6 separate regions of the Mus musculus genome follow, and all the other regions are linked to region 3. A link is a contact called in public HiChIP or PLAC-seq and promoter capture Hi-C data. All regions are on one chromosome and are shown on one strand. The core of a region is the stretch at or near the end of the contact, and the rest is flanking DNA. Distances in the headings are between cores, read along the strand shown. Region 1 has its middle 81 kb from the start of Olfm3. Region 2 has its middle 9.1 kb from the start of Gm40124. Region 3 holds the start of Col11a1 (collagen, type XI, alpha 1). Region 4 holds the start of S1pr1 (sphingosine-1-phosphate receptor 1). Region 5 holds the start of Slc30a7 (solute carrier family 30 (zinc transporter), member 7). Region 6 holds the start of A930005H10Rik (RIKEN cDNA A930005H10 gene).

Region 1 (4,342 bases), core at 1,481-3,980, 1.1 Mb before region 3:
CCCACTTCCAAAAAGCCTGTTGGTGGTCAAGGGATGAAGTAAGGAATGCTAAGTAAATAATGAAAACACAATGTAAAAAGAGGTGCTCATAGTTAACTATGAGTAGAAAGAAGGTTTAGATTCTTATAAGGGGGAAGAGCCTGGCACAATTATGTTAATATTAGGTGATAATTAGTCTGTGTAATTGTGTAATTTGATTTCTACCTTAGAGCACTGGAAAGTTGAAGTATGTTTGACACCTCTATTTGGGCTGGAGTAGACTTAGCCTACCCGCCTCCAAAAGGCCTCTGAAGGTAGTCTAGTCTTTGATTCCATGCAGCAGCCCTCAGATGTGGAGCTGTATGGTCTAATGACGTGAAAATTGTGCTCTTAGGCAGGTAGTTTGGTTTCATTTTCACTAATTCTTTAAGTGTGGACTTGCTAAACTTGCCAATTCACCAATGGAAGTCACTGCCAACCTAGCAGATGTCTGCAGCAGTGGAAGCCTAGTTAGAAATGATCAGTTTGCAATGAAGTCATTTACACAGAAAATATTTCTGAGGAAAGAGTAATTCCAAGGAGCAGGCTCACATAGGGACAGCTCACACAGGCATCTGAGTATGGGCTTTCATTATCTAGGGAAATTCAACATTTTAATGACTTATCTTCATCATGTTACCCCCACACGTTCACTTCACATATATATGCACGTCTAATATTATTGTCAAGGAAGCAGAGGCTAAGGTAAGATGTTCCTTGAATATTCCACCATTTATGATCACTGAAGAGGAAAACTATGTTGTACCTCTAGCATTAGTTTTACATTTATATTTTGTTCATATGAACCAGAATTTCAGAGCCTAGTTCTGGTGTGTCTGGAATTTGAAGAGATGATCCTTCTCACACAGGGTCACCTACCTCTTCTTGCTCTGTGTTTACTACTTGAAAGGTGATCATGAGCAGAAATGTTCTCACCCCTTTGCCTGCTTTCTTTACTGTATCTGGCTTGCCTGCTCCAAGCTGTATTGTCCCATTACTGTGTTTAAAGATATGTCTTATATAATGCTTAAGTTTTATCTTTCCTATTATTGCAAGGCTGGCTATGATAATCTCTTCCTGTCATAGTAATTTATTAAATATAATAAAAGACTAGATCCTTAAAGTTATGTTTTGTGGAAAGAAAGCTCTTGAGTAGTGTCTTCAAGATTATCCTATTCTTATTTTAAATTATTTTAGATTAAATTCTTGGGAGTTAGTGAGTTATTTATTTAGTGGAACAAACAAGTTATCATAGGTTACACACTTCTATAACTGTAATCCCTTCTTGATTCATTTATCTAATTATGTAAAGATTCTGCCCATTTCATGTGTTGCTGGAGATGACTACAAGATAATAGGATTAGATGGTATTACGTGACATTTTCAGTGAGAAGCTTGAAATAGAACCAAGTTATCTGATAGGAATTCTTTCTATCACAAACACACACACATACACACACACGCACACACAATTGAAGATTGATCATGCTTTAAAAGCTGGGGTGAATAATTTTGTAAGGAAAAATGCATCTAACAAAACTACTAATTGAACTGTAATGCTGACCTTTAAAATAACAGACATGATTAAATGCATATAGCTAGAGTGGCCTTCCTTGTCTCAATGTAATGCTTTTAAGTGTTTCATTCCTCTCTGATTATTGACTTTGGCTAATCTATTCTGGGGATTTACACTTGATGTATTCAGGAAAGTAGAAAATAATTAACCACCACTTAGGTTACTGTCAAGAATGATGAAGTAACAGAGATCCAGTAGGCCTTCATGGACTGCTAGACTCACAACATTTTAAATCTTCAGGATCGTATTAGTAAGACTTCAAGCCCAGTATCTTTAAAAACAAGTCTTATTTCAATTTTAGGAAGGGTCACATGCTATTCTTATAGTTTTGCTTAAAACAAAATCTTAGCAAAGAGAAGACTGAGTGCATAGGTACCAGCTAAATACATGAGAGACCCCAGTGGCTAAACTCTACTGAATGAGTTATCCTAGTTAATTAATTAATGAGATATCCTAGTTTGAAAAAACCTATGGATACAAGAGAGGAGAAAGAAAGTCTCAATTACCTTCTGTGGGAGGTGAGTTAACTAATGACATTTTTTATTGGATATTTTCTTGTTTACATTTCAAATATTTTCCCCTTTCCAGGTCTCCCCTTCAGAAACCCCTTATTCCTCCCTGCCTCTATGAGAGTGCTCCCCCACCCACCCACTCCTGGCATTCCCCTACACTGGGGCATTGAACATCCTCAGGCCCAAGGGCCTATCCTCCAACTGATGTCCAACATAATGACATTTTTATGAGGATGCTGCATATTGGAGTTACACATTTCATCAGTAGACTTTTATCAGGGACAGTAGGAAGTTGTGACCATGCAGGATCACAAACCCCAAAAGACCACCAAGGAACAAATTTGGATGCAATTTCACTAGGGTCTCTTTTACTCAAGCTTGACCTTAGGCTCACCACCAATGCTGATGCAGCAGGAATAGAAGGTGGAGCCCTGAGCCCTCAATGAGACAAGGTTTTATAGTAAATGGCCAGCAAGCGAGAGGGTTTCCCACCTGGCAAATGACTAATTGAATGACTATTGTAAGCCAACAGATGGGTGCTCTGAAGCACAACCATGAACAGTCACAAATGGTCTGAAAGTACATCTGGAACAATCACACTATACTTGATTGGCTGTTGCCAGGAAGTAGCTTGGGAGTAACTCTGGGGCATGGGCCAGGAACAAGCCATGGGGTCCTTTATGGTACTTGCCTGCAGCTTAGGTTTTGCTGTAGTTAAAGTTCTCAGACTTTTCTTTTTCCTTTAAAATGGAGGCCAGTCCCAAGATGGAGTAGGTTTGTTCTCTCAGTAGATGACTATGGAGCAAAACCACAAGCTCTGTGAGTTGAAAGCTTAATCCAGATTATAATGATGAAAGATAGTTTAAACAGTGACTGGCTTGTTGCACATACTGCGAGTGATTTAGTTACTATAAAAGTGGGTTCCCAAAGAAAAAAAATGTATTTTTATCCTCATCTTTCCTGCCTTTCTCACTTCCTCTATATCTGCCTCTTGCCTGCCTTCTGCCATGGAATAATACACAAAGAACATTATTTGGTTTGTGAATTTTATTACTACTATTACTATTTAGATTCTGTTTATATCATAATGAGAGAGAGAGAGAGAGAGAGAGAGAGAGAGAGAGACAGAGAGAGACAGAGACAGAGACAGAGAGACAGAGAGACAGAGAGAGACAGAGATGCTTTGGGTGGGTGGGTAAATAGGAAGGATCTGAGGGAAAGCATAATCCAAATACATTATATGAAAAATAAACTACTTCAAAACAAAGCAGGCTCAATTTTTCAAAAAAGAAAATTTAAAAATTACCAAGTATAGTTCCCTAAACTTTGAACTTCCTAGCTTCCAGAATGATGAAGCACAAATGCCTTAGCTTTATAAATTACCCAGTGTCAGACATTCTTTTGAAGTAGCAAGCTTGCTTGGTAAATCCCAGAAACTTTCTCAAGGTCAGAATGCTGGAAATCAAATTCAGATCTCTGTGGCTCCACACTGATTCTAAGCACAGCATTGTTTGGGTGAAGGAAAAAAAAAAAGAAGAGAGAAATAATATAATTTAAAGAATCCAAAGAAACGGAGGTTTCCACTTAGTGAACACCAGGGACTAGAATTAAAGGGACAGCAAAAGGAAGGTTTTCATGAAAAAGTTCAGAGTAGGAAATGTCTCTGCTTCAGGCATCTGACTGATCGAGAATATTTTCCACAGACTTCAAGGTAGATATTTTGCTTTTCTTTCTCCCGTGTCCAGCTTAAAACTATGGTTTTAATATTTGTTCTTCTTTTGTATTGAGTAGAAGAGACACACTTAAAGCCAAGCCAAATGAGACTTATTCTATAATTATTTTATCTAGATTCTATAATTATTTTATCTAGGCTAAGGTTCTTTTATTTCCTTCTTATTCATTGCATGATTTAACATCACCCCTTTTGATATAATTAAAATAGGACCCACTGTAGAATTCATTCAACTACTACCTCCAGCTATTAATTAAGAAGTCAGTCAAACAGAAATAGGGAGAGGTTGAGGCTAAAAAAAAATCACTTTTCATTTGGAAAAGCCTATAAGAATGACCCATAAAGCAAATTGTGACCTATTTCAAATAGATTGTGTCAGAAAATGACTTAGAATAAAATGACAGTTAGGTTTTCAATTCAGATTGTGCCCACATATGAATGAAAAGCTAATTTGAGTGTGACAATAGCATTTTACAATGCTTTTTGAGCATCAGAGAAATGTGC
Region 2 (4,405 bases), core at 1,530-4,029, 1.6 Mb before region 3:
AGACCTCCTTCTTTCCTTCTAGCCTGTAGTTCCCACAGTGTTTCTCTTGTACTCGGGGGCCCTCTTCAGAGGAAGCTCAGCCTCCTCAGCCTTTGCCTCTGTAGGCTGCAGAATGGCCTTTGCAGAAAGTAAAGAGTCAGGGATGGGTCTCACGGTTTACAAAGCGACTGATACTTTACCCTCCTAGGCAACCACAGAAGCCAAGTTTGAGCATCCTATCGTATCCGTCTTGACTGATTCAAGCCACCTGTCACCATGACATGGACCCAGACCCTGTGTTGTGATGACTCACTATAGGGGCAGTACTTCTTAGGGCCTCATCTGGAACTTTGGAGATCTCTTTACTAGTATTGATGGTTAACTTGATAGATCGCCTAGGAGACAAACCTCTGTGTCTGTGGGAATATTTGGAATGTGTTGAGGTGGGAAGATCCATTCACTCTAATTGTGGACAGCAGCATCCCATGACCTGGAATTCCTGACTGAAAAATGAGAAGTGAGGTGAACATCAGAGTTCATCTCTCTCTTCCCTGAATATGGATGTACAGTGACCAACTGCCTACTGTCCCTAAGGCATGACTTTCTAGCCATGGTGGACTAAACTAATCCTTAAACTGTGATGTAAAATAAACTCATAAGTTGTCTTTTCCAGGTATTTTGTCACAACAAGAGTAAGACACCCTCAGACTGCTTGCCTCTTTCCAATTGGATGCACTAGCCTAGCACTGCCACGCAGAACTCAAGGGGAAGGTGCACACATGGAAAGATTGCAAAAGATTATTACACTCATCTATTTTCGTGTATGTGTGTGGGATGTATGCCACAGTGAGTGTGGAGATCAGAGGACAGCTTGTGTGTGTGTGTGTGTGTGTGTGTGTGTGTGAATTCTCCCCAACCACCAGGAGGGTCTGTGGGATCAAACTAAGCTTATCAGCTTTGTCAGCAAGAACCTTCTCCCACAGAGCCATCTTATCATCCAATTCAAATGTCATTGTGTAGCCATATGCATGACCATGAGTGACACGTTCTCAGAAGAACTCCAAGAAGAAATCAGGTTGAAGAAGTCAAATATTAGAAAAATTGACTAAAGAAATTTCTAGTTATTCCTGTCTTACTCTTCTAGTTAATAGCAATTTATACAGAGGAACGCTGAACCCAGCCCAAAGGCTTCATGTTCTGCACCTCTGGCTCTGTCCATATCAATAGATTCTGTGAAATGATGCTCATATGGAAGTCTTAATTGGTACTTCTTGGGGACAATTTTCATAGATACAGAAGCATGCACCCTGATTCCTCTCTTTGTAGTGTGTTGTGATGGCTGCAGGTATCATAGCCTTCATAGAGCATGGGGCCAAGGCTTTCCACCTAGAATAGAGTGAAAAGCAGAGAGAGGCTTAGGCTATAAAGCATTTATAGCAGCCTTGGCCTTTGCCAGGGATCTTTTTCAATTTTCTGTCTCATGCTTCTCAACCAAGTCCAGCTGGTCTATGTGCCATTTGTTCTTGTCCTTACAGGAGCAAAAGAGCTACTTCTAGATGAATTTAGACCGTGTCTCAGAACCCAGCCTCAGATCAACACCCCTGCTGGTTCTAGGCTCTGTTGGCTTCAAGTCTACATGAACCTTGTCTTGGCCTCTGTGTACTTTTCTCACCTCTCCTCCTCTTCTGGGATTTCTGACCCTTTCCTAGACTCTTTAGTTTTTTTTACCCTTCATTTGGATTTGATACATTTCATTAGTATCAGACCTGCTTCTTAACTTGTACCATCTGTGGCTTTATTATCAAAGCCTAAGTCTCTAATCCTGACTTGCTGATCTGTATCTATAACCTCCAGACACTCTCATTCTCAGTGCCCATGAGAAAAAACCACACTGAGGAGGTTGAAAACCCTGGGAAACCAGCTAAGGGAAACTTGTATGGGAGCCGTAGGATCTGGGTTTAAGAGATTTAAACTAGCTGTGCACCATCTTTCAGGCAGGTACTTTCTGCTTTCTGTGACCCACGAGGGGCTGCATGGCCCTGGGAACCTACTGTTGAAAGATGACACTGACTGATTTGTGAGGGGAAACATTTTGAAGTAGTCATAACGAGGCCATCAGTTGAGGAAAGGCACAGCCACCTGGCTTTATGCTCTATCAGTGTGGTTCCTGGCAGCTCAGTTTCCCTCTTGGGATATGTTCATTTCCCAGTGTTAACCTTAATCACCAGCATAATTGTCGTTTCTTACAGATGATTATGGCTTCTTCTGATGAGATCAGATCCCATCAGGCCAAGGGTTTAGCCTCCTGTACCCTGTTGCTCCCCATGGGATGACCCCTATCTACGAAGGTTACAGATGCCTCATTAGACCTCAGAGAGGGGCGCTTTGGGTTGAGTAACCTGTCTTTCTCCAAGTCGTTCCCCATTTGGGACTGTATTTTAATTAGCTTTCAATTCCATGCAAGTATTTGACATCACACTTGAAGGGTGCAGATTTGCAAGCATGGCCAAAAACTTGGGGTTCCTTTTTAAGCTGACATTTCTCAGTCTGGGTCTTTGGACAAAGGTCTAAAAGCAGCAGCAACCTCTCCTATCTACTTGTGCAAAGGTGCCACACGTTGCTATTTTTTTCCCTTTTTCTCTTTGGTTTACAGTTATTAAAAGCTGCCTCTGTGATGAACAGACCGCACAGCGTGGGGAAACATGGGAAGCAGTAGCCAGCCTACTACATTGTCCAAGCGAACCAACAGAGCGATTTTATTGTCTTCAGAAGCCATGGCTCTTTGTCTCTGTGTTCTGTTCCTTTATTTGCCATGCAAGTCACACAGGAGCTGGGATAATAGTCGCTGGGCTCAGAGCAGAGAGACTTAGGCCGTTTGTGCGCAATCTCATTTGAACTCTGGGACCAGGGAAGGCTGGTTTTGCCTCCTCCCCTTAATTTTTTAACTGCTGTTCAGCTTCTCGTGCTTAATGAGGCTTTTCCAAAAGGAAAACTAGCAAACACACAAAGCACGAATTCCGCCCTTTAAGGAATTGCTTTCTAAATTCTTCATCAGAATACAGTTGTACAATGAACGCCAGTTTAAGGATGTCTGTGCGGCAATCCATCCACAGCACCATTGGCGATCGCGTCAGACTGGGTGGTTTCCTTAGCAGATCCACTGTCTAATATCCCCTTCCGTTAAGTGAGAAAACTATTGGACAAATTAACTTTCTGAGGCTAATAATTACTCAGTTAATTACATACCTTTCTGGTCAGTAACTCCTGATTTGGGGACTGAATATCTTTGGAAGAACCTTAATGTGAAGGCAGGGCATTCTAAGTCTGTCCACAGTCACTATGAACATAAGAGCTTTTCTTTTTTTCATCTGTGAAAAGATGCTGCTTCAGATAGTAAAGGGAAGCTCTGCCATCAAAAAGTAGCTAAACTGGGGCCTGGAGAGATGTCTCAGTGAGGAAAGTGAGGCACAAGCAATGAGGACCTGAGTTCAGATCTCCAGTACTCATGTAGAAATGTAGATGTGAATGTCTTTAACGACAGTGCAGGGTGGGGAGTGGAGACAAGTAGGTCACAGAGGGTCATTGGCCTGTCTAGTGGAAGCACCAAGCTCCAGATTCAGTGAGAGACTCTGTTTCAAAAACCGAGGTGGTGAGCCACGAAGGAAAAACCTTAGTGTCGATTTTTGGCTTCCACACATGTAGGCCCCACCACCACATTCTTTGTATAACACATGTACACAGGCACACATTCATGTATGCACGCACGCACACACACACACACACACACACACACACACACACACACACACACACATGCACACACACACACCACTGCTACCTAAATGAGTGGTAGCCTTTGGGCATAGTTCTCAGATACTAAACAAACATCTGTCACAATTGGGGGTGGAGTCTTAACGTTTTTGGTTTGTTCTTGTTTGTTTGTTGAAATAGGGTCTCTATCTGTAGCCAGGGCTGGTCTTGAACTCTCAGTTCTGTCTCAGCCTCATGACTAATTAGGTTCTAGGTGTGTGCACTACACCTGGCCCTCAGTGCTTTGAAGTGTTATCTGAGGGTTCTTTGGGACAATTGCTTTGGAAACTCCTCTGTTCGCTTTTTCCCATTATGCGGCGAAGTTCCGGGAGCATTTTGGGTGCTGGACTAACAGGTACTGAAGGGATACTAGAGACTGCATGAACTGTGATCTAACAGAAATTTAGGTACATCAAGGACAAATTCTGGTTCAAGGTCACTTGAGCCAAAGAGGGGAGTGTAGGGACCATTCTTGCATTTCCATCTTGCCTCTTTCTGGGTGATGTAGAAGTTGGCATGAAGCAGAGAAAAGCTGGTGTTGACAGGGACTACCTAGAGTTGGGTTTAAGATTTCAAGGATGGCACCAAACAGTGAGTGCTGGCTTGCAGTTACTCT
Region 3 (4,489 bases), core at 1,881-4,380:
CCTCCCCTGCCCCCCTCCCGCCGTGTGTGTGTGTGTGTGTGTGTGTGTGTGTGTGTGTGATTGTATGTGAAATCATAGTAGAGACTGTGTGTTGGAGACTTTCAAGTTACTTTAGATTCTCAAAGTCAAATAATATGTGAAGTCAACAGTCAACTTCATTAATCCATTCTCTTCAAAAAAAACTCCACAAAAACTTCTTGTATATATTGTTTTTAGAGTCTAATTTTATTATGAAAACATTATGAAACATTCTACAAAGTTTATAATAGTGTTTTAATTTTATATGAAAACCAGCCCATTTTAAATGTTCTTTTGTTTAAGTCACTGAAGCATACGTACACATCTTTGGGAAATCTATTAAGTCAGTATAATACTAGAATAAGATACCTGCTTTAGAAAGCCATGTTAATTTTACTCAGCCCTTTAGCTACATTCCTAAATGCTAGAGACAAAGTTAGTTTCTCCTTCTGTGGTGACTGGGGAGTTGAGAGGGTGTTTCTTTTTTAAGTATTTATTTACTATTATTTCTTTTATGAATTTTAATAGGTTTAAAGAATGAAGGTCTACAAGATTGAATTAATAAAACAGTAGTTTTCCACTATGTAGTGAGTACCTGCCAACTTCATTAAAATAAGCACCCAAATCTTGCCATGAAGTTATTTAATGACTTACACTATTTTCAAAATATTTCATTAGAAATAGCATGATCTGGTGCTTCACCTTTTCACATGCTCTTTAGTTTTATACAATAGGAAACATAATTTTGTGCAATGGATGTGATGTAGTACTGAGATATTTGCTGAAAGTGTTTCGGATGTGTTGTTAAGATTTCACATAGAAAATTAGAGCCTAAAACCATGGAAATCTGATTGACTTGAAATCCCAGTGTGGAAAAGCAAAAAAAATATCTCAAGGCAGAAAAGGCATTCAGGTCACCTGTGTAGGGTGATCACTGCAGAATGTCTCAGATTCTGTGCTTCTAAATGACTGTCACTAGGATATTCACGTCTACATGTGTATGTGGACAAGCTGGGGAGACAGCAATCTATTCTTCCTTAGGCAAGTAACATTTTTTTCAGTATCACTAAGTAATAGACTTTCCCTTGCTGAAGAAAACCAGCAGAGGGCAGAACTGCTGCCCAAACTGCCCAACCCAAAAGAGGACAGAATACCAAAAAGTAAACTGCCAATTTTTGAGGTAGTCTACTTTCAAAGATGCTTATATTTATCATTGAAACGAATCAACGTAAGTAGCCTCAATCATTGCAAAAAAAAAAAAAAATCGAATTGAGCCCCACTGTGGCCTAGGGTCACCAGAGCTCATCACAGAATGAATGAGAAGCCGCCTGTTCCTGGCGAGTGTGAAGCCCCTAAGAATCAGACCCTAGGGCTGCCCCCCTGAAGTGCTAACTCAATTTAGGGAACGCTCAGATATGTGCAACAAGACCAAAGGCCAGGCTCAGGTTTCTACGAAACCTGTGCTTTCAGAGTTGGGTTGGCATTTCCAACCCCATTCTCTCCTCTCCTCTCTATTCCCCGCTTCTCTCTGCAGTCCTGACAAAGCTTGTTTTCTACTGTGAATTGCTCAGGCTCACCAACTCAAAGGGCTTTCTCCTGCCAGCCGAGTCTACAGCACCTAAGGGACCGCTGCAGCCAGATGCCTTTTCGGGAAAGGGCGGGGGCGGGGGAGGGAGGAGGCAAGCGGAGGGAGGAGTGAAGTCGCTCTCCCTCCTCCGGTACTGACAGGGCTACAGTCAGCTACACAGGTCTGGCCATTCAATATTTGGTAGTGCCACGTAGGAACTTTTCCTTACCTTCCCCCTCCTATCCCAGGCCCCCTCCTCTTCCTCCCTATCCCTAGTCGTCTGCCCACCACCCCATTTGCTTGGAGACTTTCCTCGCCCTCCAAGAGAGTTGTAGGTCCAACCTGCAAGAATAAGCTGTTTGGAGGGGACAAGGGATGAGCGAGGATGAGGGTGTCACGGAGAGGAGGGGGGTAATCATCAGGAGAAACTGCCCCCCCCCCTTCTGCCCCGAGCACTCCTGAACTCCACTTTATCGTCTGGGAAATGTGTTCCTCTGAGAACATTTCAAAATGCCACACACAAAGTGCTCTCAATCTTCTAGCTTCATCCCCGCTGGTTTCTCTTATATCCTCCAAAGTAAAAACAGCCCGTTTTTCACTTCCTTGCAGACAAAGAAGTTTATCACAGTTCACTTTATACTCTTTCTCAGTATTTTCTCCTCAGGTCACCCTTCAAAAGATATCTCCTTTAGAACCCGAAGAAACCCAAAGATTGGTTCAAAGGACCGAGGACTCTGAGTAAAGACTGTTCTTGAAACAAAAGCTTTGTACCACTGCCTTCCTGTTCAAGGTAATTTTTTTTTTCTTTTTGCAAAGAAAATGAGAAGGGATGATGGGCTTTCTCAGCCTGCCCGGTGCCTGACAGATCTTTTAATCCTGCCACCTACCTCCTAGCCCATTACTGTCCCGCCTACATCCATCTCCCTGTCTCTCCAGTTTCCACACTTAACCCGGTAGCAACTACAATCTGGATTTTATTTAAAAGAAGTGGGGAGACGACAAGGGAGAAGAGCACACACAAAAAAGAAGAAAGCCGGGTGGCAATGTCCCACCTCCCCAAACTTTTTTTTTTCCTCCTTACCTCCTCTGACCTCTCTAGCTTGGAAGAGAAAAGTCAAGGCGAGGGTTGAGATGGTGAGATCCCAGATCCACCGTTTCGTTTTCCACCTGGACCAGGGCTCCATCTCCAAGCCCCACGCTCACGACTGTGAACCCACGAAATTGCCACTGCAGACCAACTTTGTCCCTTCCAAGGTGTCGCCTACGTTCGCTACACAGCCATCCGGAAGGGAAAGGGAGTAAAAAAAAAAAAAGTCAAAGGGCTCTAATTTTTTTTTTTCCAATTTGATGGTTTGCTTCCTTCCTGTCTCTCGCCCCCTCCTCTCCCTTTGGGGTGGCCCGCAGGAGACTGCGACCCCGGGACCCGTCCTACGCCTGACCCTGCCTTCAGACTGAGGGCAGATGAAGGGTTTCAAGAAAAAAAGCCGAAAGCACTGAGCACCCCTAAAGGCTTCATGCTGTGGGTGGGCTGGACAAGAGGCTCGCGCAGCCCCCTCCTCCGCCCACTCCTCCCGCCTCCTGTGTGCCCGAGAAACTGACAAGCCGACTGAAGGTCATACCCAATCACAGGCCTCCCCGCAGCCTTGAACCCGCCCAGTCTCTCCCTGGAGGATCCAGACTTCTGTGCAGGCCCAGCCCACCAGCCACCCTTCATCTTCCCTCTCCTTCCCCCCCTCCTCAAATCCCCTGAAAAGAAATGGGAGGGAGTTAGGCGGGACCAAAGCTGGACTCCTGCACTTTGGGAATGAAAGGAATTGCAGGACAGCCCCGCAGCACACGGGACGTTCGAGTAGCTTCTGTATTCAATAAAAACCAAGCACTCTGCTCGCACCAGTCCGGGAGCCCCCCCCCCCTTTCTTCGGAGGTGGGAGGGGAAAGAGGGGAGAAGACCAGCATGTTCACTGGCCCCACGGCTGGAGTCCTGGACTGGCAGCGGTAATTTTATCCATCTCCAAAAACCTTGCTTCCTAAGGCAGCCATGGAATCAGGAACCAGTGGGCTCTGTGCTGCCTGCATCCAAAAGTGTTTTACTAATATTTTTAAACTAGAGACTAACGAAGGTGGCATGAAGGAACTCTAAAGATCAAAATCCTCATCTTGTAGGCAAAATCTAGTTGGTGAGATGAAAGTTAAGCTTCTCAAATGTTCAAAGACTGCCCAGAGCTCACTGAGGGGCTTGTCTGCAAGAAAAGAGGAAAGACCAAGAACCCATAGCAGTAGAAACTAAGGGAATCAGTCACTTGCTTTTCCAGCAAATCCTGATACTGGATGAAAGGGAGAAGCAGGGAATAGAGAAGGACAGGAAAGCTGCCTGCAGAATTCTCCAACCAATCCAGTCAGTTTCTTTACTGGCCTGGCCTGGCCCTGAGCCTTGGGGCTGAAAACGTGGTCACTCCACTAGCAAAGTCTAACAAGAGGGAAGTGGTTCTAAGAAACCCATCTCCTCCTCAGTGTATCTCTTAAATCTATACATTTGATTCCCTGGTCAGTTTTCTGCATATTTGAATTCCTCCATCCTCCTGATTGGTCTTTTGTGTTTTAAATCATTTCTGAAACGTGTCTCTCCCACAGTGAGTGCCATGTCCAATGTCCAGCAATGGACAGAAGTAGGAAGTGTCCAACAGGGTACCAGCATACATTACCCACTCCATAGAGAAGCTTTGAAGGAACACGTTCATTTTCTCTACCAACACAGAGACTAGAAGGCAGGACTTACTGTTAGCATTTCAGTCATATCAGTGCTTAAGGGCCTTCAATTAGGCTTATCAAGCGTGCACGTTCAAGTCTTTATTTGATGCTAAGCTTTAAACCATGGGGTCTTTTCTAAATGATCCGTTAAGACAT
Region 4 (4,103 bases), core at 919-3,418, 1.7 Mb before region 3:
TATTTTTTTTCCCTTCTTTCTTTTTGTTTGAGACAAGGTCTCACTATATAGCCCTGGCTAGCCTGGATCTAACTATATAGACAAGTCTGGCTTCAGACTTACAGAAATCTACCCCACACTTGCCTCTGGAATGTTGGAATTAAAGGCATTTGTCACTATGCGTAGCCTATCTTTTTCTTTTCACAGTATTGGGAACTGAATCCAAGGTATTGCACTTACTAAGAAAACAGTCTACCTCTGCAATATACCCAAGCCTTTGCTGTGTGTGTGTGAGAGAGATATACAGTCTCAAGTATCTCAAGGTGGTCTCCAATTCACTATATAGCTGAGGATAACCTTGAACTTCTGATCTTCCTGCCTCTACAAATTCCTAGATTACAGACATGCACCATTGTGCCTGGCTATTTGTGTATATCAATGATATGGATGCATAGCTAAGTGGAATAACCCAAGCTTGAGAGCTTCACTCTCCTCCCACAAAAGAACACACTGTATACATTAGTAATAGTTTTATGCACATGTAAAGACAAGTACAATCAGAAGTACAAATGTAAGGAGTCCAAGTGCAGAAGTCTCCTCTGTTCAGGAAAGGAATGTGAAGTTCTAAGCTGATTGACAGCATTTGAGCAGACAGGCAAGACAACTTAAATTTGGTGACCCATCTCTGCCACATACTACCTGGACAATCTACAGGTCTCTCAGGGCTGAGGGATTGCTCATGGGTAGAACGGCCCATGCTACTCCATTGCTTCATGGGACAGTGGCCATCACATCTTGGGACAACAAAGTGCACAGTTCCCCTTTAAAGACCTCATAAATTGTTAGTGGGAGAAGGGGAAGCTAACTCCTTGCCTCTGCAGCACTGCGATAGACAGAAGTTATCTCCTCTTTCAAATGAAACCAGTCTCAAACTCTGTCTTTTCTGGAGGAGACTGGACGGCTGTTATCTTGGTTTCCATATTGTTTTGCAAGATCTGTAGTTTGTGGGTAGGTAAGGTAGGAAACTGTCAATGAGTGCTTCTAGGCAAATATGAATTAACAGCTACTTTTTTTTTTTTTTTGCAAGCTCATAAAATCCCAGAAGGTAGGGGTCTGTTGTTTGTTTCTTCTGTCTCTCTTGAGTCATTCAGGTACAGGGTGTGTCTGTTAATTGAAACTGCACAGCAGAGGAAGTTTTGTGATCACATCTGCTCAGGGTGGGAAGGCAGTGAGAACAGGGGACTTGGGTGGAACCACTTTTTAACAGAAGGACAGACAGACAAGGCATAAAGGCCTCCATCTGCTACTCAGACAAATCTGACCAAGGCCTCTTCAGCCTCAATCTAGCATTATCTAACAGTAGAAAAATGTGGACAAGGTGCAATTCCTTAGATTTGGGGATCTCTTAGTTATCTCTACGTAGACAGGGAGAGAAGAGGGGTCCAGCTTTAGGCAGGGGGCTGTAGGCACTGGCCAGTGAAAGGACAGGCAACCTCTTTCCCCTGTGGACATTCCTGAACTGCTGCTGGATTGTTTAAATCTCTGAGGCCAGGGCAGCAGCCCACCTCCTCAAAGGCCTCTGAGCTTCCCAGAATCTGGGGCACACCGCCTGGCTTTGCGGTCAGCTGAGAGAGGGGAACCCCCGGTCCAACATCAAGCACAGCACTGGCCCACTTCACCGTGCACCCGGGGAAAGCCACTTTCTGCCCACCAGACCGCAAGTTTCAAGGCTTCACCAGGATCGGAGTGGAGGGGGTGGAGGAAGAGGAGGTGGAGGACAGAAGCTTTTCAGTACTTCGGGGCTGCTCTCCTCCGACCTTCTCAGGATCCCCTCTCTGCGGCGTGGCTGCGGCTCTCCGGGCAGTGGCTCGGGTTTCCCCTGACCGCGTGGAAGTGGCCCCCAGGGCACCGGACCACTCGGGCTACACGGATCCTCAGGGCTGTGGGGTCTGGGACCAGAAAGCTCCTCTACCAAGTGCAGGCTTGTCCTCTGTCCTCTAAGATTTTTAACGAAGAAAAGTTTTCCCAGGGATCCCCATGCCTAGTTTCAGAGTCCGTCCCGCGCTGGGGACTGCGGGAAGCTGTGTGAATTAGAATTTAGGAGCTGCCAGGCTCCGCCCCTTCTCTTCCCTTCTCTCTGCTGGTTGGGGCGGAGGGGCTCCTATTCATTTGGTTTTATTTTAGTCACTCTGCCCCAGATCTTTCTGGGAGGCTGCTTCTTAGCAGCCCAGACCCTGAGGGGCCCCCTGCCGCTGGCAGAGGGCGGAGGAGTTAAAAGCATTAACCCCTCCCAGTCCCTTCCTAGAGGAGCCACCCAGCCTCGGCGGGGCGCTCAGAGACTTCGTCTTGCAAAAGTGGTGCGGGCAGCGCAGGCAGGGCTGGCCATTGGAGTGCACCGCTGAGGAGGGAGGGGACCCCAGCTCAGGGAACTTTGCGAGTGAGCTGGTCGCCGTCAGTCGCCGACAGCAGCAAGATGCGGATCGCGCGGTGTAGACCCAGAGTCCTGCGGACGCAGCTTCGTCCGGCTTGAGCGAGGTAGGGGGTTGTGAGCCTCGCAGGCTCCGGCTATGGGGCGTCCAGGTGTCAAGAACGAACCTTTAAACACAAACGAAACAAACAAAAACTTTGAGAAAAAACAAAGCAAAACGAACCCGGGCATCACCAAGATGCTATGGAGTCCTTCTTGACTGACTTCTTCTTGGGGCACGGAGTTTATGAAGTTAGAAAAAAAAAAAGATTAATTTCCAAATTATAGAAACGACTGGGGGAGGGCATGCTAGAGAAGCTGTGATTCATTAGAACGGAGAAAAGGGAAGACGCTTATTATTATTATTTTTTTTTTTTTGAAATCCTGTAGACAAAATTATCAGGCACCACGCCAATAATTTCCATTGCCTGAGAATGGACTGTAGCGATAAGAGTGGAGAAATGTTGAGTTTCGTAAGCTTTTGTCACAGAAATGACTACAATGTCTCTAGGGTCCCCTCCCCCCTCATTTGTTATAGAGTTGATCAATTACTGTGCAGACTTTAGAGTACTTATTTAGTGCTGTGTGTCCAACTTAAGTAGTGCTGTGTGCCCTTTAGGGATTGCTAGTTCTGTTGAGAGGAGGCAATGTTGGGGGTGTGGGGAGCGGAGGAAGTTAAAAGTGCCCATGCAAACTTAGCAGTATGTGTTTCTGGAAATTAATGTACCTGAAGTTAAAACAAAGTGGCGTGCTTCGTTATCGCTAGCAGGGTGACTTTCGTGTGTGTGTGTGTGCAAGTAAGCGTTGGCTAAAGTTAAAACTTTCTTAAGCAATCAGTTCATGGAGAAACGTCTAGGATTTGCTGCAATCTCTTAGGAGGGGTTCTCCGTGAATACCTTTAAACGTAATAAATGAACTTGTGGGGCGGTTGGGTGAGGCGGAGGAGTAAAGACAGAAGTTTTAAAAAGAAGAATAGGCAGTTGCTTCACGGAGGCGCCAAGCTTTCCTGTTTACTTCAAGGCCTGGCGGCCCACACCACACCTCGCTTTACCCTCTGACCATCGGACCCTCAGCACACCTGCTCCTAGGGAGTTATTAATAGAGCCCAGAAAACGGCTTACTTGTCAAATGACCTCCTACAAAGCTACTTTTTTTTTGGCATGGTAATGAGAAGGTGGGCTGGTCTCTTCGAGGTGTGTGTGTGTGTGTGTGTGTGTGTGTGTGTTGGGGTATGCATGTCTGCCCTGCACCCAGAATGGGCAGTTGGTGCCTTCTGTGAGCAAGCAGTCGATTTTCGCTTGAAGGAATCTCAGGGCTGGACACTGAACGTGGCAATGCCAGTGGAAATGGCGTGGGCTCGAAAACTAGAATGGGTGGCTCTCATTTCCATCTTGGTGGATTTAGTGACCCAAGGGAAGGTTTTGTCTCCTCAGAGTCTGGGTAAATTGTTTTTTCTACCTCTCTTTCTAACTTCATTTCTCTTTTGTTTGTTTATTTTTGTTTTGTTAATAGAAATGACCATTTGAGTTAAAAAAAATCCTCCCTGTGTCCTGTATCCTTAAAACAAATCATCAACAAAGTTGGAGCAATGCCTTGGCTAGAATGAATTATGCTAGTGTGCTGGGCATTTTCCCTGATTCTTTTCTTTGTAACTTGT
Region 5 (4,133 bases), core at 59-2,558, 2.0 Mb before region 3:
TGTTACCAGCAGTTTTTAAAGAGGAACATTAAAAAAAAATCAAGATCTATTTTCAAAAATCTAAATTACAGAATAAATCCTTCCTACCCACAAAGTTCCAAGAACGAGGGCAAAACAAGCAGAGGTCCCAAATGGAAAGATAAAATCAATGAAAGAGAATTTCACAGTTGCCTCACCTCTAGTGCAGAAGATTGCAGCGGGGCCAGCGGGTTTATTTGCAGCTTGGTTAGCATAAATCGAAAGGAGAGTCTCCTTTGCTTGCCTCTTTTCCACCCCTTTCCTAAACCGGGCTTCCAACCTCTCTGCCCGTCCAATTGATAACCTAGGAAATGCGCCGCCTGCAAAGTGAGTGCCTGGAGCAGGGGACAGTTCCTGAGTGGCCACCCCTCCCTCGCTTTGGGTGACGCTCCACTTCCTGTTAGGCAAAAAGGCTTTCCCAAGAAGCTCGGTTTTGTAGTTTCCAAGCCACCTCCCCAAACCAGACCCCCTTTCCGGGTTTCCCCTTCTAGGTAATAACTTTTAATCATTCACGTGATCGGCCAGCTGACCTTGTCTAAACAATCCCCTAGAAAGATGCTGGAGAGTGTCTCTCTAGCCAGCCCAGGCCCACAAGGCTCATCCCCAGCCTCCCACCCAACAGGCTTGTATCTGCACCTCCTGAAATGGACCATAGTGACAGCTACTGTCTTGGGGGTGACAAGGATGCTAAAGGAACCTGTCTGCGGTTGCCTTCAGGGCTACAACCGAATGAGGTTGCAGGGGAGAAACAGCAAGAAGCGGACCTCAAGGCCATAGTCTATGGCCCTCTTCCTAAAGGACGTTTTAAAATACCTTTAAGTGTTTCTTTTGCAAAGCACTCAACGATCGCGTCCCGCGTGACGGTTTCCGCGGGTGGGGGTGGACTCCCTTAGCGTTGACCTCGGGAAGCCATTCTCGCACATCCCGTGCAGTGGCGGCGCAGCACGTGGCCGCCTGGGCTTTTCAGTGATGCTGCCTAAGGCACAGCGGGGATTTGAGGTCCTTTAGGGGGTTAATGCTGAAGGAGCAGGAGCGGGCTGCACTGCATCCGGGGACGATAGTGATGGGCGATCTGGGTGGGTGACAGCGGGCCCTGAACCAGTCAGCCACGTCTGCAGAGAGCCAGCAGGGGTATCTTTCGTGAGTTCAGGAGATAGGACCCCTAGCTCAGCTAGAGATAGATCCCCAAGCTTTCAGCTCGGACTTTCCGCAGCCCCCAAGCCCCGCCTCCTCCCCGTAAGCCCCTCCCCTGCCGGAGTCCCCGCCCCCGCCTCCCGCTTTCCCGTCCCAGGACGCGTTGCGCGGCCCGGGCCGGAAGTCCTCGAATTCCCGGGTGTGTGTCTGTGTCTGTGTCTCGCGGCGGTGCCGCGGCGGTCAAGCGCTTTGGGGTCCGCGTTTGAAGCGTCACCGCTGTCACTGCCGCCACCATACCGAGTCACTTCTAGAGGGACGGAGACCCGGCCCTTCGCCGGGTGGAGAAGATGTTGCCCCTGTCCATCAAGGATGATGAATACAAACCACCCAAGTTCAATCTGTTCGGCAAGATCTCAGGCTGGTTTAGGTGCGGGGTGCTGTGATTGCTGGGAGGGGGCTGCCCGGGATGCTGAGACAAAGCTGGGTGCTAAGGATGGCCTGAGGTCCAGCATGGGAGCGTCACCCTCCTGCTGTGGTGGAACGAGCATGCGGACTGGGTGGGTTTTGAGGGGTCCCCGCAACCCCCTTGGCTCCTGCTTGCTTCTGATCACCTGTATCGTGCCCAGGTCCATCCTGTCGGACAAGACATCCCGGAACCTGTTTTTCTTCCTGTGCCTGAACCTCTCTTTCGCTTTTGTGGAACTACTCTACGGCATCTGGAGCAACTGGTAACCAAAGGGGAAGATGATTGGGGCGGAAGCAGAGGGTGAGGGAGACAAGCCACTATTTGCTTAGTGCCACGTAGCTCCTTACCGGCAGGTTCACGTCTTACCTTTGCCACTACCACTTTTGCTGAGTTGCTCTCAGCGTACTCTCACCAAAAGGGAAGGGCTGCAGTTCTAAGATCGGGGACTCTCATTTCCTGCAACTCCATTAAACAGAACTGACAAACAGGCCCCCTCCTCATATTTTTTTTTTACTTTTTTATTTGGCAGATGCAATGAATCTCTTTAACAGCTTGCCTTAGCTATGCCTCAGGAAAAATGAGAGGATCCTGTTAGCTAACCTACCTGTGGGTGTGGCTTTTTTTTTTTTTTTTTTTTTTTTTTTTGGATTTCACTCCTAAGATTCTGAGAGAGAAAGATCTGAATGGCCCTGTTAAATTTATGATTGCCTTTGAATGACTTTTGAAGAGGTTTGTGAAGAGACCGTTGGCAAAGCATATGCCATTCTCTTTTCCAGTGAAACTGTCTTAGGATTTTCCTTGTATCTTTACTGCAGTAGAAAATCCCATACAGTTTTCTGAGAATGCCATTTTGACTTGAAGGCTTTGGTGTCACCTTTGGGCTTTTTTGTTTGTTTGTTTTTGTTTTATGGTGTCAAGATTTGGGTCGAAGAGAGTCCGGTGTCGCTAAGGAAGTAAAGTCACTGGAATTTAAGTATTTGCTGTGGGATAACTTCTGGGCTTGTGAAACTGCTCTGCAAATAACAGAATGAGCACACTTCTGAAGTGTGCTAACTCCATTTCTAGATTTTATTCCCTTCTAAGAATCGATAAAAGAGGGGCAGAAGTTGAGAGTGCTCACTGCTCTTGCAGAGGATCAGGATTTCGTTCTCAGCACCATATCTGGTGGCTCACAACTGCCTGTAACTCCAGCTTCAAGGGTCTGACATTCTTTTCTCCACCTCACAGGCACATGCACACATGTGACAGACACAGAAAAACAGAGACGTACAGACAGACACACACATGCAGGGATAAAAACAAAATGTTAAAGAAAGAGACTCTATTAGAAGATGGGGGATATAACTCTCCCAGGATCTTTAGGCGAGTTACATAGGATTGTAGATTAACCTGTGCCATTTATGGTCTATTTTTGTTACTTCTAGTAAACTAACTTGGCCTCTGTCTTTTAAAATCCATTTTCAGAGGGGTAAAAGATCATAGTCTTTGGACTCTAACTCTGCTGTATTTGAGCAAAGTAATTGTTTCAATCAAGTTATCATGGCATCTGTTCTCTGGCGTACACCTTTGATCCCAGCAATTGGGTAGCAGAGGCAGGAGGATCTCTGTGAGTTCGAGGCCAGCCTGGTCTATCTGTTCCAGGACAGCCAGGACTAAGAGATCCCTGTCTCAAAAAAGAAACAAGCAACAACAAAAGCCCCCAAACAAAGCAAAACCTTCAGTAAGTAGTAAATCATAAGGATTATTGGTTTTGTTATTTCTTGGGGTACAAAAGTCAAATGAACATCATTAACTTAATGTATTTAATAACCATTTTGATTCCTCTGAGAATTGTACATTTCAAAGGATACCTCATAACATTATTTTTAATCTCATAAACTATTTAATACCTTTTGATAGATCATATTTGTTGAAAATACTATAGTCTTAACTTATATTTGAATATAATACTTTAATAATGAATATATTTATAATATACTTCATATTTTCTTTTTAAATTGTCATAATTTTGGCATATGTGTTGCTTATTCTATGATACATTGTAGCTTTGTACACACACATCTTTTATTATTGCTTTATATTGCTACCTAGTATATTTCATTATGACCTTTCATTGGCATAAATCACTTCATGGAATACCTTGCTCTAGGGATTCATATCTTAAGTGTCTGAACCATCGATTTCATGGAAAGTTGGGTGTATAGTGCCTTTCCAATCTGATCACTTAAAGTACTAAAACCATTTTTGTCCAAGCTGTTTGTCAGTATACATCATTGCATAAGGGAGATATTAGTGGAACGTGACTTGTTATCTGACCTTCGGTGGTTTGCTCCTCTGTTTTTTGGGTAACTTTCTGCTATCCTCAGGTGACTTGTTCTGTCATACCCTAATGGTTTATCCTTTCATTGTGTTAAATCATTCAGACTCACGTGAGCTTTGTTGTCTGTCGTGCTGCAGTCATTTGTATCTCCTCTGTATATCAAGTTTGATAGCCACAGTTGCTTAGTCCCCAATA
Region 6 (4,475 bases), core at 1,134-3,633, 1.9 Mb before region 3:
GAGATACTTTAGTTTGAATGTTGTTCTGTCACTATCTGTATGATACTGGACAAGTTTTTGGAACATCCCACAAAATGGGAGCAGTAACTATAGAGGGCTGGGTATTGTAGCTCTGTGGCAAAGCAATTGTGGAGCATGTTGAGAGACCTTGGGTTCAATTCCAAGCACTGTCAGGAAAATAAACAAAACAGCAAAATAAATGTTCCAAAAATATCAACACTTATCACTATGAAATAACAGATATTCTGGTACCTTAAAAAAACTACACAAAATTTACTTATAGGTAAGGTAAGCCCAGACCCCTAATAATTACATTTATGCTTAGGGGAAAACCTTGAAAAATTAATATTTACTAACACTTATAATTTATAAAGCATTTTCACATACACCTTAATAAATACTATATAACTTTCAATTGGTTATTTTTTCTTTGACAAATGGAGAAACTAGCATTTAGAAATTTGGAAATATATCTGCTAGCAGCTAAAATGTCTGAAAACTTTTGTGATGGACACTGTTCTAAGAGCCTAGAAGGCAAACACATCCTGACCTCAATTTATAAGAAATTAAATGTAAAGGAATTGTCCAGGGACATGTCACAAGGCAAAACAAGTTATGTCCCAATTTTGCTCTAAGCTATTGTCTAATATTCTTTTGTTTTTTGCTTTTTTGGGGGTGGGGGGTTGAGACAGGATTTCTCTGTGTAGCCCTGTCTGTCCTGGAACTTACTCTGTAGACCAGGCTGGCCTTGAACTCAGAAACCTGCCTGCCTCTGCCTCCCAAGTGCTGGGATTAAAGGTGTGTGCCACGACTGCCTGTCTTCCCTTTTTGTTTGTTTTTGGTTTTTGTTTTTGTTTTAGAGACAGGGTTTCTCTGTGTAGCCCTGGCTGTGTTTAATATTCTATTCGATTAACCTGCCAGTTATCTATTTTCTCAAATGGTTTTAGGTCCATTATAGTTTCTGATCACTGATCCAAGACATATTTCTATCATCTTGAAGTAAGTATAAACACCGACAAGTGTGGCCAGCAAGTCAAACTGACCATTAAACACTACTTTTTTTTTTTTTTTTCTAATTCATGACCAACTTAAGAAGAAGCCTATTTAGGATTCAAGATTTTTAACATAACCCTGAAACCTTCAAAATTCTGAGTTGTGAATCTGAGAGATATGACCGGAAGTTCTCTGGCCCACACTTTTATATGGAAGACTTGACAATTTAAAAAAACAAAACAAAACAAAAAAACCTTCCTCTCCTCCTCTAACAACACATCAGCATCTTATCTCAATATAGGGTTCACTTTAAGTTTGACAATCAAGCAGAAACTGACCCTTCTTGTTGTAACTATTATTTACATATTTACCCTGTTTAAGGTATATAATGCACTAATACATCCTCTGGTTACTTAGTCACTCTATATGTACATGTGGGAATGACAGCCTTCCTGGGAGAGTACATGTAAGGTCTCTTTGGCTATGTTGCAGACAAAAAAAAATGAGATCGCTGTTCCCTATGGAACTACTTCAAAGACGGAAGCTTTCAGATCGCTTGCTGAATGTATAAGCAACTCATTAAGCCTGTGTCAGCACCTCATTAGCACTCAACTCGGAAAGGATGTCTGGCTAGCTCATGAAATAACGGATTTGATAACTATCCCCAAGAGTGTAAAATAACTTTTTTTTTTTTATTTACTGGAGAAAGGCACAAAATTAGACTTGTAAAGTAGGACAAACTACCGTTTCATTTCCCAAGTCACTGAGTATGAAGTAGATCTTAATGGACAGGGTGTGTGTTTTACAGGGGCTTAAAAAAAAAAAAAAAAAGCAGACGCTTAGAGTCTGTGCAGTCTAGGGTAGGAGAATCGGACGCTAGCTAGATGTCTTCCCCAGAGGCCTGGGGACTTTAATCACGTACCAGGGCTTCCTTCCCTACAGTCAGGACTGAGGTGTAGGCTTCCAGATACACGCGACTGCATCGTCTCACAACTTCCAGGCCCTTGACTGTGATGTCCTTGGCATCTCCCAGGCCCAAGCCGATCAAGTAAAGCATTCCGAACTCCAGGGATGGGGAGACTGCAGAGCGAAGTGAACAACAGAAAAACGTCAGCTAACACCGGGGACCTAAAGTCTAGGGATGAACATAAAAACCAAGGTGGCACCCTGCGTGCGTCCGACACTCCTGCATACTCTTAGAAAATAATGGAATGACTGTTTTTAAAAGTGTGATCCGATTACCCGCTTAGAGACTCGGAGGTGATTCGCTGACGTCCCTCAAAGTCTCACTGCAGCCTTTTAATAATTGCAGTCCCCAAACCATGTGCCCATCAGAGACAGAGCTTCCGGGTCTCACCTAACGGCGCCGTAAAGCGCAGAGCCCTTCACAGCACTTTACGACTGGCAGGAGGCGGAGATGACAGACCGCTCCAGGAACGAGCTATAGAGCGATCGCATACCCCCCGCAAGGCCCTCCAGGACTCGCTGACTCCCGGGCAGAGGTCAAGGGTCAGGAATGGGTCCAGCTGTGCGCCTGGAAAGGACCCAGCGTGCCCACGCTCCCGGCAAGCCAGGACTCAAACATCCCCAAAGGGCGTCCGGGCTGATGACGATAGCTCCCAATCGCCCTCCAGACGCACACTGGCAGGAACAACCGGAGGGACTTCCCTGACCGACCCCGCGTTTGCTCAGCTTTGAATTCCCGCTCTGTAGATCTGTCGCAATTTAACCAGAAGTCACCCTGGTGAGGGGACAGGTTGGCTTGCCCTGCTGAGTGTGGTTGTTAAGTTCCCAGGGGGGGGGGGGGGGCTGTGACTCCTTCTAGGGGTTTGTCCCTGGGATCTGATACCAGAATGCCTCAAGGGAATCTGCCTTAGTCACCCTCGGTGGAGAGTGACCTTTTAAGAGTGCTCAAGGGATGACTAAATACGAATGTGATGACATATACGGATGAAAAATGCCATAATGAAGCCCATTACTTAGTATGCTAACCAAAGGATAATTTTAAAAAAGAAAGTAGTTCTATGGCGGGAAGCGCATAACAAAAAGGAAAGTGCTTTAAACCTCTCAGCGGTTGTTGCAGAGATTCTTAAAGATTGGTTACACGCAGCTCCAGTAAGCGAAAAGTTTACACTGCAGATGCTCTTCCTAAATTCACTGGTAACTTTATCCAAGTTGGGAAGACAGTTCATTGCTTCTCTTGGCACAATGTAATGGCCTTTCAGATTTTTCTTAAGTCTAGCCTTTTCCTCCAAGGGTGCACGAAGACCTGATTCTCCCTGTTCCCACTAAATTGATTTATTCTTTGCACCATATTAAAATACATACACCTCAAAATAGATCATGGTGTAAATGGAAAGACCTAAAATTATAACAGAAGAAAAAAAAAAAAGAAAAGAAAAGAAAATCTGACCTATCCAGGGAGAGATTTCTCAGGTATGCTATAAAAGGCATGTTGCAAAGAGAGAGGAAAAAAAGTCATACTTTAATAATAAAAACTCCCTTCAAAAGACTGAAGTCGTACACTGAGAGAAAATGTTTGCAAACCAGAAATTTGACAAAAGACTTGTCAACAGAGCAAACAAACCAAAGGAAGGCTATCAAGATGCTGGTAAAGGAACTTGTCACGCAAGTCTGACAACCTGAGTTTAATCCTGGAACCCAGTTAAAGGTGGAAGAAAAACAACTCCACAGAGGTCTCCCCTGACCACCACAGGCTGGCACACCCACACACACCCCCACACCCCCCCACACACAAACAAATTAATAATAAACTGAAGATGAATTCAAATCTAATGGATTCTTAAATGGAACAAGAAAACAACTCAATGTGGAAAAATGTACAAAAGATTTTGAGTGATAACAAATAAGATAGGCTAATAACAGATAAGCATTTTAAAACTTGTCTAGCCGGGCAGTGGAGGTGCACACCTTTAATCCCAGCACTCGGGAGGCAGATGCAGGCAGGTTTCTGAGTTTGAGGCCAGCCTGGTCTACAGAGTGAGTCTTGAACCCCGCCCCCGCCCAAAAAAAAATCTAGAGAAATGGTTTTCAAAGTTCTTTTTAGATTATTTTATGTGTGTGAATGTTTTCCCTGTCTGTATGTCTGTGTACCATATGTGTTCCTGTGCCCATGGAGGTCAGAAGACGGTACCAAAATCTCTGGAACTGGAGTTACAGATGTTTATAAGCCACCATGTGAGTGCTGGGAATCAAACCTGATAATCCGGAAACCTATCCAGTTCTATACATCCAGAGCTGGATTCATCACCTTCTTTACCTGCGTGGTATCTGACTCTGTATCGGGTAGGTTTGACATTCCCCCAACCCAGATATTAGTCACCCCCACACGTACTGCCAGGTCTTCTCTGTCAGAAACCATACTGACTATCACTGTGTTGGTTCAGATCCTAGCTCTATTACTCTGTTAGCTTCCCATCTTGTTCCCTTCAAATGTGTCTTCACAGAAACCAGGGAGGACT

Evidence for each region. Promoter capture Hi-C pulls out the DNA fragments that hold promoters and counts their contacts. HiChIP or PLAC-seq counts read pairs in DNA pulled down with a chosen protein or histone mark.
Region 1: a contact with region 3 is called in a promoter capture Hi-C map of neural stem cells. The contact joins the enhancer-like site here to the promoter of Col11a1 in region 3. A contact is called at or near these places in 6 of 39 promoter capture datasets (the 3T3-L1 cell line, the C10 cell line, hippocampal neurons and 3 more) and 2 of 115 datasets of contacts at active chromatin or transcription factors (astrocytes and stem cell-derived neural progenitor cells).
Region 2: an H3K4me3 HiChIP or PLAC-seq map of embryonic forebrain shows a contact between it and region 3, with 9 times the contacts expected there. The contact joins the enhancer-like site here to the promoter of Col11a1 in region 3. A contact is called at or near these places in 8 of 39 promoter capture datasets (the 3T3-L1 cell line, 3T3-L1-derived adipocytes, cranial neural crest and 4 more) and 6 of 115 datasets of contacts at active chromatin or transcription factors (SST interneurons, astrocytes, embryonic forebrain and 3 more).
Region 4: a contact with region 3 is called in a promoter capture Hi-C map of hippocampal neurons, with 7 times the contacts expected there. The contact joins the promoter of S1pr1 here to the promoter of Col11a1 in region 3. A contact is called at or near these places in 8 of 39 promoter capture datasets (the 3T3-L1 cell line, cranial neural crest, frontonasal cranial neural crest and 5 more) and 2 of 115 datasets of contacts at active chromatin or transcription factors (astrocytes and embryonic limb bud).
Region 5: an H3K4me3 HiChIP or PLAC-seq map of forebrain shows a contact between it and region 3, with 7 times the contacts expected there. The contact joins the promoter of Slc30a7 here to the promoter of Col11a1 in region 3. A contact is called at or near these places in 3 of 39 promoter capture datasets (cranial neural crest, frontonasal cranial neural crest and hippocampal neurons) and 3 of 115 datasets of contacts at active chromatin or transcription factors (SST interneurons, astrocytes and forebrain).
Region 6: an H3K4me3 HiChIP or PLAC-seq map of forebrain shows a contact between it and region 3, with 11 times the contacts expected there. The contact joins the promoter of A930005H10Rik here to the promoter of Col11a1 in region 3. A contact is called at or near these places in 2 of 39 promoter capture datasets (cranial neural crest and hippocampal neurons) and 3 of 115 datasets of contacts at active chromatin or transcription factors (astrocytes, forebrain and stem cell-derived neural progenitor cells).

The regions. Positions count from the first base shown.
Region 1 is chr3:115,160,064-115,164,405 of GRCm38.p6, reverse strand. No RefSeq gene overlaps it. Among named protein-coding and RNA genes, the nearest start is that of Olfm3, 81 kb to the right of the region's middle. Within about 2 kb of position 2,730, at least 5 of the 459 cell types and tissues checked have an H3K27ac peak or open chromatin away from gene starts, as enhancers often do. A contact at or near this core is called in neural stem cells, where this site is marked.
Region 2 is chr3:115,630,460-115,634,864 of GRCm38.p6, reverse strand. No RefSeq gene overlaps it. Among named protein-coding and RNA genes, the nearest start is that of Gm40124, 9.1 kb to the left of the region's middle. Within about 2 kb of position 2,779, at least 48 of the 459 cell types and tissues checked have an H3K27ac peak or open chromatin away from gene starts, as enhancers often do. A contact at or near this core is called in astrocytes, embryonic forebrain, forebrain and 1 more, where this site is marked.
Region 3 is chr3:114,029,181-114,033,669 of GRCm38.p6, reverse strand. Col11a1 (collagen, type XI, alpha 1) reads right to left here and starts at 3,130. Exons shown (of 67, transcript NM_007729.3): 1 at 2,667-3,130. The coding sequence starts at 2,769.
Region 4 is chr3:115,713,120-115,717,222 of GRCm38.p6, reverse strand. S1pr1 (sphingosine-1-phosphate receptor 1) reads left to right here and starts at 2,168. Exons shown (of 2, transcript NM_007901.5): 1 at 2,168-2,514.
Region 5 is chr3:116,004,581-116,008,713 of GRCm38.p6, reverse strand. Slc30a7 (solute carrier family 30 (zinc transporter), member 7) reads left to right here and starts at 1,308. Exons shown (of 11, transcript NM_023214.7): 1 at 1,308-1,579; 2 at 1,779-1,880. The coding sequence starts at 1,500. It overlaps Extl2 (exostosin-like glycosyltransferase 2), which reads right to left and starts at 417. Exons shown (of 5, transcript NM_001163514.1): 1 at 177-417.
Region 6 is chr3:115,886,038-115,890,512 of GRCm38.p6, reverse strand. A930005H10Rik (RIKEN cDNA A930005H10 gene) reads left to right here and starts at 2,383. Exons shown (of 2, transcript NR_015487.1): 1 at 2,383-2,749. Dph5 (diphthamide biosynthesis 5) reads right to left here and starts at 2,330. Exons shown (of 8, transcript NM_027193.2): 1 at 2,236-2,330; 2 at 1,916-2,073. The coding sequence starts at 2,050.